3 separate regions of the Mus musculus genome follow, and regions 1 and 3 are each linked to region 2. The links are chromatin contacts, called in public Hi-C maps. All regions are on one chromosome and are shown on one strand. The core of a region is the stretch at or near the end of the contact, and the rest is flanking DNA. Distances in the headings are between cores, read along the strand shown. Region 1 overlaps Adgrb3 (adhesion G protein-coupled receptor B3). Region 2 overlaps Lmbrd1 (LMBR1 domain containing 1). Region 3 overlaps Adgrb3 (adhesion G protein-coupled receptor B3).

Region 1 (4,171 bases), core at 1,020-3,519, 470 kb before region 2:
GGAGAGTGAAAGGTTGTCTCTTGGAGCCAAAATTAGTTACTTCTTAATTCTGCCTGGGGCTAGGGAAGGTTAGCCATCCAATCACTGTACAGAGTAAAGCAAACTGACCCACTTTTAAAAAGATGTCTTCTAACATTTACGTGATCTTCAGAGTTTGGCAACATTGTATTGAACCCAGACTTCACATCTGACGGTCAGAGTAGGATGTTGCTAATATCTTGAGTAATGAACTCTCATTAGATGTACATAAATACATAACTTTCTCTACTTTGAAGTCTTATTTACAGTAAAGTTCTTTTCCTTGTCAAGATATTGGATTTGTTTGTGGGACATAAATGCATCATGTGGATGTCATAAGTACTTAGACTCCATCTTGAGAGGACAGTTATTGCAGTAAAGCAAATCTGCCATCCAGAATGAACAAAGGAATTGTTGTGTTTTAAAACTCGTCAGGTTCTTAAGTATATCTTCTTCCTTAAAATGCTGAGCAGCTGAGATAAATGATTTTCATTTGGTCTTGACTGTTTGCCACAAAGAAAAGATCAGAGACATACAGCTAATGAAATAGGTTATTTGGTACATGTCTGTGATTAAGTACAATTACAATTCAAAACAGTTGTACCTGAAGTAAAACTAGATTTAGTTTTAAAAGATAACTTGGCATGCTTGAGTGATGTCATGGAAGGCTTACAAAATTCTGAAGTGGCCAACACTCTGGGGTTTCTTTGTTTTGTTTTCATTAAGATAGGGCATAATTTTTACCTAATCATTCCCAAATATAGTGTGTCCTTTCTTGATATCATCCCATGAATATTCAAAAGGGACTGCTTATAGACTCCAAAAAGGGATAGTGTAAACTGTACTCTGTAGCTTAAGTTGGAAGTCCAAGTGTGAGAGACAAACCCTCACTGATATGAAACGGACTATATGCACATTTAAGCCAGTGACCTCAGGCATTAAAAACTGTTACAGGCAAAATCAAAGGTACATAGAAACTAACACTAATCCATGTGAGGTTTCCCCTTCAAGTTTTAGAGTCACTTTTTAACACATATAGTAACTTGGCTAAAATATTTAACTACACTCACACATACAGGTTTCCTAGCTGGAGAGTTTCCATGCCTGGGGGGAGGGGAGGTGACAATTGGTGCATTCTATACAGAGCACGTGTAAGGATAATAAAGTTGATTGGTTGAGCCTTGCAGCTCGCCCTTTTCCTCTCTGTCTACAGAGTAGTTCAGCAGGGGGGCGGGGGCGGGGGGGGGTGACAGGGTTCTCCCCCATCACCACCAGCTCTACTAACGAGACGTAGGTTGATACCATTTTTATTGTTCTGCTGGGGTGGGAAAGAAACCATATGCTTTAGCATTTTAAATGGCTACACCAAAGAGAAAACTGAACCAGACCCCCTCCCCCATCCTGCTGGACTTTGGGGTGGGTTTATTCTAAATATTCGGTGGACTTGGAATTAGCTTAATGTTTCTGTGCTTGGACAAAGAGGCAGTTGAGGGCAAGTAATATTAAGGGGCTTTAGAAGAGCGTTCGAATAAGTGAAGTGTGGAGTGGGAGCTTAATCTGAAGCCCACCCCTCCCTGGATACCAGGCAAAGGCAGTGAGAGTCGGAACCAGCTGATACCTCTTCCCGTTTCCAGGGTGAAATTTTCACAGCAGCTAATTCTAAAGGGAAGAAAAATCCCTTACCAGCAGCGGGGAAGATCATATCACCCAACCCAAGCTATGTAACCTTTTAGGCAGGCTTTTCAGAGAAATCCGCATTTTAAAAGACAGCATTCACGGTCCAAACCACGGGCCTGGAATCAGAGCTGGTATGAAAATATGAAAAGCCTCTTTACACTCTGAGTGTTTGAAACGATCCGATGAGCATAGCAAGTGTCTGCCAACGCTCGGCGGCTGCTGGTGCCGCTGCCGCCGCCGCTGTTTCTCGCAGAGGGCTGGACAGAGCTAGTCCTGATTTCAGCACCTCCGGCGCTGGACAGCTCTCTGCACGCCGCACCACCGCCTGCTTGCTTTTTTCCCACTCTCGCTTTGCATTACTGGAGATGCATCTAAATTACGTCCTGTTCAACAACAAGTAGATTTTTTTTTTCCTGTACGGGAATTACAGTAGGCGATTCTCTCAATTAAACTGCATTTTCTTCTTTACGGACTTGGCTGTCAGGCGTATTTATCCCGATCTCCCCTCCACCCCCTTTGCAGGAACGAGTCTTTGGGAACGTGGTCCACCCAGGGATGTAAAACTGTGCTTACCGATGCATCCCATACGAAATGCTTATGTGATCGGCTCTCTACCTTCGCCATTTTGGCTCAGCAACCTAGAGAAATAGTAAGTAACAAAGGGAAAACACGGCTTTAATGCAAAGGCAGGGACATTGTGGCGAGTGTTTCTCCAGGGAACTGCATTTCAAAGGGGGAAATAGAAAAGGTTGCAGGGTGGCAAAATCGGGTTGTTCTCCTCAGCTACAGTAGCTTGGCGAATTGAATTCTAGTTGGTGTGCGATAACTAAATCCTACTCAATTTTATGTCTTATAACTTGGCATTTCTGTAGTATAGTTTTGGAGATCTACTCTGATATCAGTAATATTCTGCAAACTTTCAAATAAAAATAATTGCCAACTCAAGGTTTATTTTAAAACTGGAATGCTGTTCTAGGGGAAATTGTGACAATGCTGTTAGGAGTAGAAAGAAGACCCCAGCCACTAGAGCTGAACACATTGCAGATCTGCATTGGATATTTCCAGCACAGGTTTTCTGAGGGTGTCCTTGGATACATGTGTATTTTTAAATCGAATTAAGTTTTCATGGAGACATGGTTGTTTGGAACTGTAAAATCATTCCTTAAAAGCATGTAGATTTTTGCAAAGGAAGAAAGAAAAGAAAAATTAGTTTCTGAAAGAAAGAGCTGTACAGAGCAGTCTAAGAGAAAAATAATGTTCTCACCAAATGTATTTTGAGAAAATTTTACAGAAAATTAAAATAATGACAAATAGATACTCTGATATATAAGACTTTCTGCCTGAATCTGGCCTAAAAGTATCACTACTTTTGCTTATTTTAATGATACGTATACCTAATAATTTGATACAAATTTTGTGACACAGTTAACCATACAGTGTATTGCTTCAAACTTCTAATATAAAAATTTATGAAAACCAACTGAATTCATTAGTTATGGTCATGCTACTGTCTAAGAAAGGAAGAAGCTATTTGGACCAGTGGGTATTAGTACTGTTTATATATGTTTTTAAAGATATAAGCTTATTTTTCAAGGTCATGGTTTTAGGGACTGATAGTGGCACTATGCAAATTATCTCCACATACTTTGTTCATAGGGGGAAATATAATTGAAGGGCTTAAGCATAGCATCCTATTTTCTTCTGTATACTTGGAAGCCAAGCAAGTGAAATTTCATGTGAGAATTCTTGACTCAGAACAAAGTTGTCAAAAGTCAGAAAGTTTCAGATTTTTCAGTAACTGTGCACCAGATTTGGGTAACATAAGGATTTATAAATGGGAGTAGCAAGATAAATCTCACCAAGAATCATATGGAGAAATAACTAAACTGTACTTAGTTAAAAAAAAAAACCAAATGAACATGCTGCTTCAGATTTCACTCAAAGTCTCACCTATGAGTGATGATTACGTTATAGCTTGGGGTCTTGGAGACAACTCTAAGTGATGGGCTGTAACCAAGCATTTGAAACTCTAAGGCTTTCTTACTTCACAGTGTGAGGGAAGGGGGAGCTAGTCCTTGTAGAGCTTCAGGATGTGTGAACTGAGTGTTCTGTGGTTAAGTATCTGGTAACTATAACAACTATCTGTGCTATTCCTGAGTGATCACTTACTTTCTCTGAGTCTAGAATTTTATTTTTTGTTCATGTAAATTTTCTTTTTCTTTTCTTCCCCCCCCCTCAACTTACAGGTCATGGAATCCTCTGGTACCCCCTCAGTTACCCTCATAGTAGGCAGTGGCCTCTCCTGCCTGGCCTTGATAACTCTAGCAGTTGTGTACGCAGCACTATGGAGGTATGTAATTAGTGGGTAGACCTGAGGTAAAGAACTCAGTTTCTCTGCATTAGAACAGTGATTGTAAGAACAAATGTCTACTGTCTTCATCATATATGAGAACCAGAATTTTTATAACAGAATTAA
Region 2 (4,427 bases), core at 597-3,096:
AGACTTGTCAATAGTCTAAGGATGCTAAAACAATAGCCTTGCGTGCATGTTCACAATGAAGGGTAACTAGCATAGCCGGGGCTGTGAGTGAGGCTCAGCACCACAGCCTGAGAGTGACACAGCGACTGTCACTCAGCCCCTTTGCCACGTAAACTATGGAGCCTGTGCATTGTACAGAACAGTTTCACCCTTTCTTCCCAGGCTCACCACATAGAGTAAATGAAATATCAAGAAACCTGGGCTTAGTGACAGCTACTATTTTTCCTTATTTTTTGACTAAGTATAATGAAATTCACGATAAGACAAGTTGCAAGAGCTGCAAAATGAAGCAGACAACAACTCTTAACACTCTGTGGATGCCCCACCATAGTGAGGAAGGATTTCTCTGGCAGGAGAATCATCGCCAGATTGCATATCTTCATTATTTTTCTCTACATAGAGTTGAAACAAAGCAGGTTAAGCAAAATTTAGATGTGACCATTTCGGCAACAAGATACACTGTTAAGAAGTAAGCTCCCCTTTAAAATAGGCAAGAAGAATGCTTATATAGGAAGAGAGCTATAGGTTGCAAGGTAGGAAAAGTTATTTAAAATTTTGATTGGGAGTCTCCCAGGAGATTATTTCTCTCTCTCTCTCTCTCTCTCTCTCTCTCTCTCTCTCTCTCTCTGTGTGTGTGTGTGTGTGTGTGTGTGTGTATGTGTGTGTATGTATGATTTGTTTCCAGAGAGACGTATGGAGGAGCTAATTGGATGTGGGCGTTATCATCCTCTAGACTGCTCCCAGACTGAATAAGGAGGAGACAGCAAGCTGGACACTGCATTTATTTGTTTTCTGGCTCCAGACACAATGGAGCTAGCCACCATACTGCACCATTTTGAAGGAATGTATCTCTTCTTAAACCTAAGCCCAAATAAACCCGTCTCCCCTTCTACTACCTTTGTCACAGTAACAAAAACCACAACTAATATAAAATTATTTAAAGCCAAGAGCAGTATCTTCCCTGGCTAAGTATTACGTGCAAGTATAAAACTGCCTGGGAAATGTCACTCGGAAGTCTCACGGTGAACGGCAGAGTAAACAGAGACGCAGAAGTTCTCTTCATTTCCACACTAGAAGACATGTTGGGAGTTAAGACTTGACTGAATTAGGCTCTCAGGGCCAGGAGAGGGATTAGAGGACAGCAGCTGAGCGGACAGAAGCAAGCACAAATGAAATCCCATCATTCTGTCCCAGAGGCCTAGTAATCCACTCAGTGACATTTGAAACTGTCTTAGACCGGATTACCTGGACCACCACCAAAACTGTATCTTAAATATTTTTCCCAACCACATTGTTTACGTGTTTTCCATGTTTTAAAAGTGTGCCTTTGATGCAAGCTTCCTAAAATTCAGGTGAAAATATTGTTAGTGTTTGGCTTTGTTGTAAAAAACAAAGCTACCCTAAAAACCCATGCACTAGCATACAATAGAATTTGTTATCTTTATGTGCTTGCTACATTGAGTTTATTTACATAGAGTGGCATACACTCAGAGAATAATGCTTGCAAACGAGCTCTGTGCTGCTATTTCACGCCAAGAGATGATTCCGCACTGAACAAAGGGAGAGATCCTTGTTCACCATCTGCCAGTGTCCAGCTGCTCACCTCCATCACCGGCACGTAGCACATGAAGCATAGCTCTAGCTCTTGATGTTATCCAAGAAGATGACAGCAAAACAACTGAACTTTCTTTAACCTTCAAAGCCAAGTTACGATGGAGAGATGGCTCAGTGGCAAAGTGCATGCTGTGCAGGTTTGAGGACCTGAGTCTGGAGCAGGGCACAGGAGCAGGCATCGGGAACTTCAGTACTCTCTGGGTGAGATGGGAGGTGCTGATGAGGATCCTGTAATCCTCATAGCCTGGCTAGCCTGCGGCTGAGGATGAGTGACGCTGCCTCAGATCTCACCCAAGTGGAAAGTGAAGGCCAACCAGAAGTTGTCTTGACATATACACACACATACATACCAGCATGCACCCACACACGCAAATACATGGGCAGGTGAGTGCACACATACATGCACACACACACAGTGAGAGAGACAGACAGACACTGAATTGGTGGATGACCAGTGTGGGGTTGTGTCTTAAAATTAGAAGCAGTCAGGAGTCTGACCATTGTCATGGAAAAAGGCATACAAAGTTCCAACCACTAAAGACTAAATGCTTAGCATGAAAACTTAAAACTTGTTTTTCTCTTGGAGTATACAAGTTAAGTGCTGAGCAAGCGCACCATGAGCCCATGAGTAAAATGGAAAGCCTTTTTAAAGTCTCCAGTTTGCTTCCTTCCGCCACTGCTTCTCACAGGCTATCAGAAACAGATGTAACAAAACCACTATGTCAGAGCAAGATTTATCTTACCTGGTCATTCTAATTTTACACATTTCTTCCTTTTTGTACCACTAAAGGCATTTTTTAATGCACGTTGACTTTCGCTAAAATAGCGCTGATTAATAGCTGTAATAACAACACTTTTTATTTTAAGTTTACTTTTACTAAGCAGCGTCAATGTACTGCACAGCTAAGAGCATTTCCAGGGTTTCTGGGTAAAAGGTGTAATCACAATTGAGTCATCGTGTTAAACTGTTACCAAGAACTAACATAGATATTTAGACTCTGCATTTGTAATTATTTATCAAGACATTTTTTTTATCAAAAATGTAATTATGTATTAAATGGTTAAAACAAAGAAAATACCCCGTGAAGAACAGCCTGAGCATGGGAGAAAGGATCGCGAAGGCAGGAGATGTGTGCATGCAGGAAACTCTGGGATCTTTACCACACACATGAACTACATACATCTGAAACGATCTGAGACACATGTAAAGCCAGACACGTGAGGAGAAGAAAAGAGGAAACTGCAACAGACAGCAAAGCTGAACTAATGAAGTTAAAGCTGAATAAACGCCACACAGCTGAATCAGCATTTCATGAAATCTCATGGAAGGTCTAGATAAAGGGAAATGAGACATGATGTACATTAAAGATGATAGAAGCCTAAAGAAAACAATTTTATTATATTTTAAGAATATATGGGGCTGGTAAGATGGCTCAGTAGGTAAGAGCACCCGATTGCTCTTCCAAAGTTCCTGAGTTCAAATCCCAGCAACCACATGGTGGCTCACAACCATCAGTAACGAGATCTAACTCCCTCTTCTGGAATGTCTGAAGACAGCTACAGTGTACTTACATATAATAAATAAATAAATAAATAAATAAATAAATAAATAAATGAATCTTAATATATGTACATTATATATATGTATAATATATATATATATACATATATATGAATGAGGCTGGTGAGATGGCTCAGCAGTTAAGAGCCCTGAGCACTCTTCCAGAGGTCCTGAGTTCAATTTTCAGAAACCACATGGTGGGCTCAAAACCATTTGTAAATCATATCAAATATGTAAATCATATGCAAATCATATCAAAATCTGATGCCCTCTTCTGGTATAAATAAAATAAATAAATCTTTTAAAAACAAAAAGAATATATGAACCATACTAGGCTAATAAAGAGAATCTGTCAGATATTTTATGCTGGCGAGCAAGTTTTATAGTGACCAGTTTTTAACATTTTATTTATTTTTATGTGTACTGATGTTGTGCCTGCATGTATGTCTGTGTGAGGGCATCAGATCTTGGAGTTACAGACAGTGGTGAGCTGCCATTTGAGTGCTGGGAATTGAACCTGTGTCCTCTGGGAGAGTAGTCAGTGCTCTTAACAGCTAAGCCATCTCTCTAGCCCCTCCAGATGATTACATTTCAGGTTTAAGCTAAGCATGTGGTCACACTTGTAATCCCAGCACGAGGGTGTGGAGGCAGGAAGATGTTACACAGAGTGAAGACAGCCTGTGCTACTTTGAATCATCTCAAAACAAAGGGTGGGGCTGCAGAGATTCTTTAAAACATTTCTGGGGTGCTAAAATATATGCCTTGCTCCTTTAAGAAAGAATGTTTCCATTTCATTTATATCACCAATTGACCACATAAAACTTGGCATATTATATTCACATAAACCCAGGGTCTCATTAGACTGCTCACAGGTAGTAAACAAGCTAATATCTTTCTTTTGCTTTCTTCTTCTTCATCTATAAGGTAATACCATAACATGCATACATATATACATGTCATATTACAAGTACACAAATACTTCTTGTCATGAGGAAAACTTAATGAGTGGTGTGCAGTATCCAACTGTGGTTCTGAGTAGCTAGTAAGTTATACAAATAGTTATAATAATAAGCTTACATTAAGTATAGTACATCACACTATTAATCCTCTATTTATGAAGGAAGCCCCACCAACCACAAAGTTGTTCAGGCTTAAATAACTTAAGTGTGTAGAGACTATTAAATAAATTGTTTACAAATTATCAAAAACAAAG
Region 3 (4,002 bases), core at 1,084-3,583, 330 kb before region 2:
GGCAAGAAAAAGGCAGAGCTTTAATGAGGAAGTGATTAACTTTCTACAGCTTCTGAGAGGCCAGAGAGAGGAGGGTGGAAAATTGACCTTGCTGTTTGTCCAAATGGAGCTCATTAGAGGCCTTTGACAAGAATTTTAATGGAGTATTAAGAGCATAATGCAATTGGGATGAGTTCTTAGTGGAGTATTGCAAAAACGAAGCTGCAAAGGGAAGAAAGACGTCTTTTAAGTACTGCACAGGAAAGGAGGGTGTGTTTCAACTTACCTGGAAGTGAAGGCTACATAGACAGAATGGTTTATGTCTTCACACACACACACACACACACACACACAAATCAACATCACATTGGATTGTTTTAATTTTACATGTAGCATTTCTTAAAACTTACCCAACTATTTGTGAAGAAAAAAATCAAGAAGCTTAGTTGATTCTCATTGTTTAAATCTTTGGTCAGAGCTGAGGGCGTGTCTCAGTCAGGAATGAGCTTGCATTGAGGGTGTGAGGACTTCATTTCAGCCCCTTGATCCTTGATCAGGTGTAGTGTCACCTGTGTATAACCCCAATACTGGGAAGATAGAAACAGACAAGGTCCTGGAGCTCTGCCCAACCATACTCGGTGAAATCTAGACCAGGGACAGACCCCGGTCCCCCCAAACAAACAAACAAGCAAACAAGTAAACCAAATGACACACGGTAGCTGAGGGACAGCTGAGGCCCTCTAGCCTCCACATACATGCGTACACACCCAGAAGCCTGTGTATACACATGTGAACACACATGCAAAACAAGCAAACACTGTCTTTATTTCTAAGCACTTTTTATGCCTTACAGTGGCCTTCTACAAGGCCCAGAAGAACATTTGAATAAACACGTAAGTGGGTCACAGTCTCAGCAAACTCTAGCCTCAAAAGACTTCCCAGAACATCTCATGGATATGCACACAGGGTAGACACAGGCAAAATCAAAATGCATTGGGATCTTTCTGATATCCCACTTTGTACTACGAGCATCTGACACGTAAGACAAACTGAACTTCTCAGTAACAAGAGTCACATCTGTTTGTTATCGTAGCATTGCCTCATTATCTATTTGAATAAGCATTTTGTTTTTGTTTTGTTTTTACAAAACACAGATTTTCTGAGAAATAACGACCATCAAATTGGCTTTTTTTTCTTCTTCTTCAAAATATAATTAGCCTGAAATGGTTAGTCCGTTTGACCTTGCTTTATTCTTCTAACATATTTCAGTACCACTACTGTGAAATGCGGACTACCACGGCCATCTAGTATTATCTTGCTGAGTTCCAGAACAGCATGCTGCAGACATCTTGTTTGTAAAATATTATCCTACATATTGGAGCTGGTGAGATCTTATGTAGAAAGCACTGGACTCTGAACCAGACCTGAGTTTTTATCACAGTTCACTTACTTACCTCCCGGGTGACTTGGTCAAATTATTTTTAACTTCTCTGGCTCTTAGTTACATTCATTCATAAAATGACACCGTTTTCCCAACCATCTGAAGTCTGGTTAGTATGTTCAAATGTGAAAACACTTTATTAGGTGCACATAGATTGGAATACTCAGTATTGTGGGGAAGTAGCCATACATACCTACCCCTACCACACACACACACACATTTGATTTGATTGCTTGACACATTTTCCATGCTATCTGATCTTTAAACCTCCATGATTTATTTTGTAGCCATCTCCACCACACCCCATCACCAGGTTTTGATTAAAATTTTCTCATTCCTTCATCTAATCCTTGTAGCCTGCCAGCCCTGCTATGCCCTTTGGTAGCATCTAATTTTAACGAAATTACATGGGAGAGAAAGAAAAATGTTGCACATCGACATAGGCGTTGGAATCTGTTGCTGGGGCTCTTTGGGTTCCCATACTTTCTTCTTGCTCCTATAACATAAAGCTTTTTGGCACCGTGTATGCATCCAAATCCTCAATTCCTAGGCAGCACTGCCTTGTGATCCAAAACAAATGCAGCAACATATGGTCGTTTTCACCTTTGGCAACAGAGAGCCCCTCGGTGCATAGAGCAGAAGGCTCTCTCTGTCTTCAAGCTGACTGAACCATTTTTGCAAGATTCCATCAGTTACGTTTCAGATGAAGAAACAAAAGCTCATGACTAATGTTTTATAATAATTGCTTTTAACTAAATGTGTCCATGCTTAGATTTTTCTTAACACATATTTATTAAAGAAAAAAAGGAAAAGAAAAAGCTTTGCTGAACCACAGTGCCAAGAAGGCTGGGTGTGCATGGGAGAGAAGAATGGGAGCGCTGACGTTCAGTCTAGCAGAATGCTGCACAGTGCGAGGCGGAGCCAGGTTTATTTGGATGTGTTCTTTCATTGCTGCCTCTTCCAGGATGTCACCAGGACAAAGGCAGCACGCTGTTGGAGACAAGGAGAACACAAGAGGGCATCATGTTTAGTTTCCACTTCCACAAGGCGTTCCCGATTTCCTCTCTCTCCTCAGTATTCCATCAAGCCTGGATTTCTGGTGCTCAGCAGTTTCACCACAATGAGATTATGTCAGAAGTGTCCCGGGTCCTCCTTAAGTCCTTCTGTCTGCTGAAAACATGTTCCGAGATTAGGCTGCACAGGAGGTCCTGGTTTTATAATGACAATTTTAGCTCTAGCTGCAGGAAAGTCATATTTTTTTAATAACACTCATAACAGTCATAATGGCAACTAGATCTGCCATAAATCTGCAGTCGAAACCCTGAGAAGCCAGTGATGTTAAGGTTGTCGATATTGAGCTGGGAGTTGGGAGGTGGGGGTGGGGGGACAAAACATGATCTGGCCAGAAAGACTGTACGTTCCCTTAGGTTCCCTCCCCAACTCCCTCAGGGAGGGGCAGGGGGGAGTCTACTTAAAGAAAAAGCACAGCAGAAATTTTCTTTGTTCTCTAAAACTGTGGAGATCTTTTTATAAATTTACAGGCATCTCCCTCTCCACCTCATCCATTTTAAGAATCGGTGGCTTCCTGGAGCAGATGCTAAAAATACCATCTCCATACTGATATCATGAAAGTCCCATTATCACATGAGCTCACATCCACTTTGTTTTAATCATACTTCCTGATTGTATCAAGCCCACTGACTAATTACTTTATTTCATCAATGCACGTGTACCTATAACTAGATTTGGGTGTTTAACAGATTTAGAGTCTGAGAGAAACACTGTGAGACAGTGTGTTGGGGTGTAGAATATCTGTTGCTTGACTAAATAGGAATTAAAGACAAAAACAAGCAAACAAACAAAAAAATGTTCACTTCCTAAGAACTAGCAACAAGAAGCGTTTTGGCAGGAGATGACCTAATTTTGAGAAATTTGTACAAGACTGACATATAAACATCAGAGCATAACCAGACGGGCAGGCAGGGTTTGCTTGACATCAAGTGTGGTTTTTAGAACACTGGAAGCTGAAGCAAGAAGCCCCTAAATTCTGAGAACAGCCTGAGCTACAAAGCAAGAGCATATTTAAAAATAATCTGGGTGTCTGTTGGGGGACGTCTAAAAGTACAGAGGTTATTTTCCCAATTTTACGTTTAGTCCTCCACGTCTGCAAAGTGGTTTTTGTTAAAACTGGAACCATTTCCGGATTGAATGAAAATACATTTCACTGAAAACGAGCATTAGTACCCAAAGTTAAAAAAAAAAAAATGTAATATCCTCTACCTTTAAGTGAAGTTCGAGGTGAAAATGGAAACATACTGATGGAATATTTTCAAGTCAGAAAAATAATCTTAATGGAATCATATAACAGGGTTATTAATAATACTGGGATTATTTTCATTGAATGTAATGATGTCCATTGGTTTAAGTGACTAAACATAACTTTATTGTTTTTCTCCTTCCTCTAAAAACAAACTCACAGAGAAGAAAATCGCGGTATTCTGACCTTGACTTTGAGGTGAGTTCCTATGTATTACTTTGTAAATTTAATTATTGAATTCAAGATCGCTTTATAACTGCTCAAA

Evidence for each region. Hi-C and Micro-C count contacts between places; a contact is called where the count stands out from the background.
Region 1: a contact with region 2 is called in a Hi-C map of cortical neurons, with 2.0 times the contacts expected there. The contact joins two enhancer-like sites. A contact is called at or near these places in 2 of 484 Hi-C or Micro-C datasets (cerebellum and cortical neurons) and 1 of 115 datasets of contacts at active chromatin or transcription factors (embryonic midbrain).
Region 3: a contact with region 2 is called in a Hi-C map of cerebellum, with 1.8 times the contacts expected there. The contact joins two enhancer-like sites.

The regions. Positions count from the first base shown.
Region 1 is chr1:25,226,594-25,230,764 of GRCm38.p6, reverse strand. It overlaps Adgrb3 (adhesion G protein-coupled receptor B3), which reads left to right. Exons shown (of 31, transcript NM_175642.4): 17 at 2,218-2,344; 18 at 3,942-4,045. Among named protein-coding and RNA genes, the nearest start is that of Gm20172, 49 kb to the left of the region's middle. Within about 2 kb of position 2,269, at least 104 of the 459 cell types and tissues checked have an H3K27ac peak or open chromatin away from gene starts, as enhancers often do. A contact at or near this core is called in cerebellum and cortical neurons, where this site is marked.
Region 2 is chr1:24,756,005-24,760,431 of GRCm38.p6, reverse strand. All of the region lies in intron 14 of Lmbrd1 (LMBR1 domain containing 1), which reads right to left. Among named protein-coding and RNA genes, the nearest start is that of Lmbrd1, 80 kb to the right of the region's middle. Within about 2 kb of position 1,846, at least 12 of the 459 cell types and tissues checked have an H3K27ac peak or open chromatin away from gene starts, as enhancers often do. A contact at or near this core is called in cerebellum and cortical neurons, where this site is marked.
Region 3 is chr1:25,084,177-25,088,178 of GRCm38.p6, reverse strand. Adgrb3 (adhesion G protein-coupled receptor B3) reads left to right here. Exons shown (of 31, transcript NM_175642.4): 29 at 3,900-3,935. Among named protein-coding and RNA genes, the nearest start is that of Gm29414, 59 kb to the right of the region's middle. Within about 2 kb of position 2,333, at least 29 of the 459 cell types and tissues checked have an H3K27ac peak or open chromatin away from gene starts, as enhancers often do. A contact at or near this core is called in cerebellum, where this site is marked.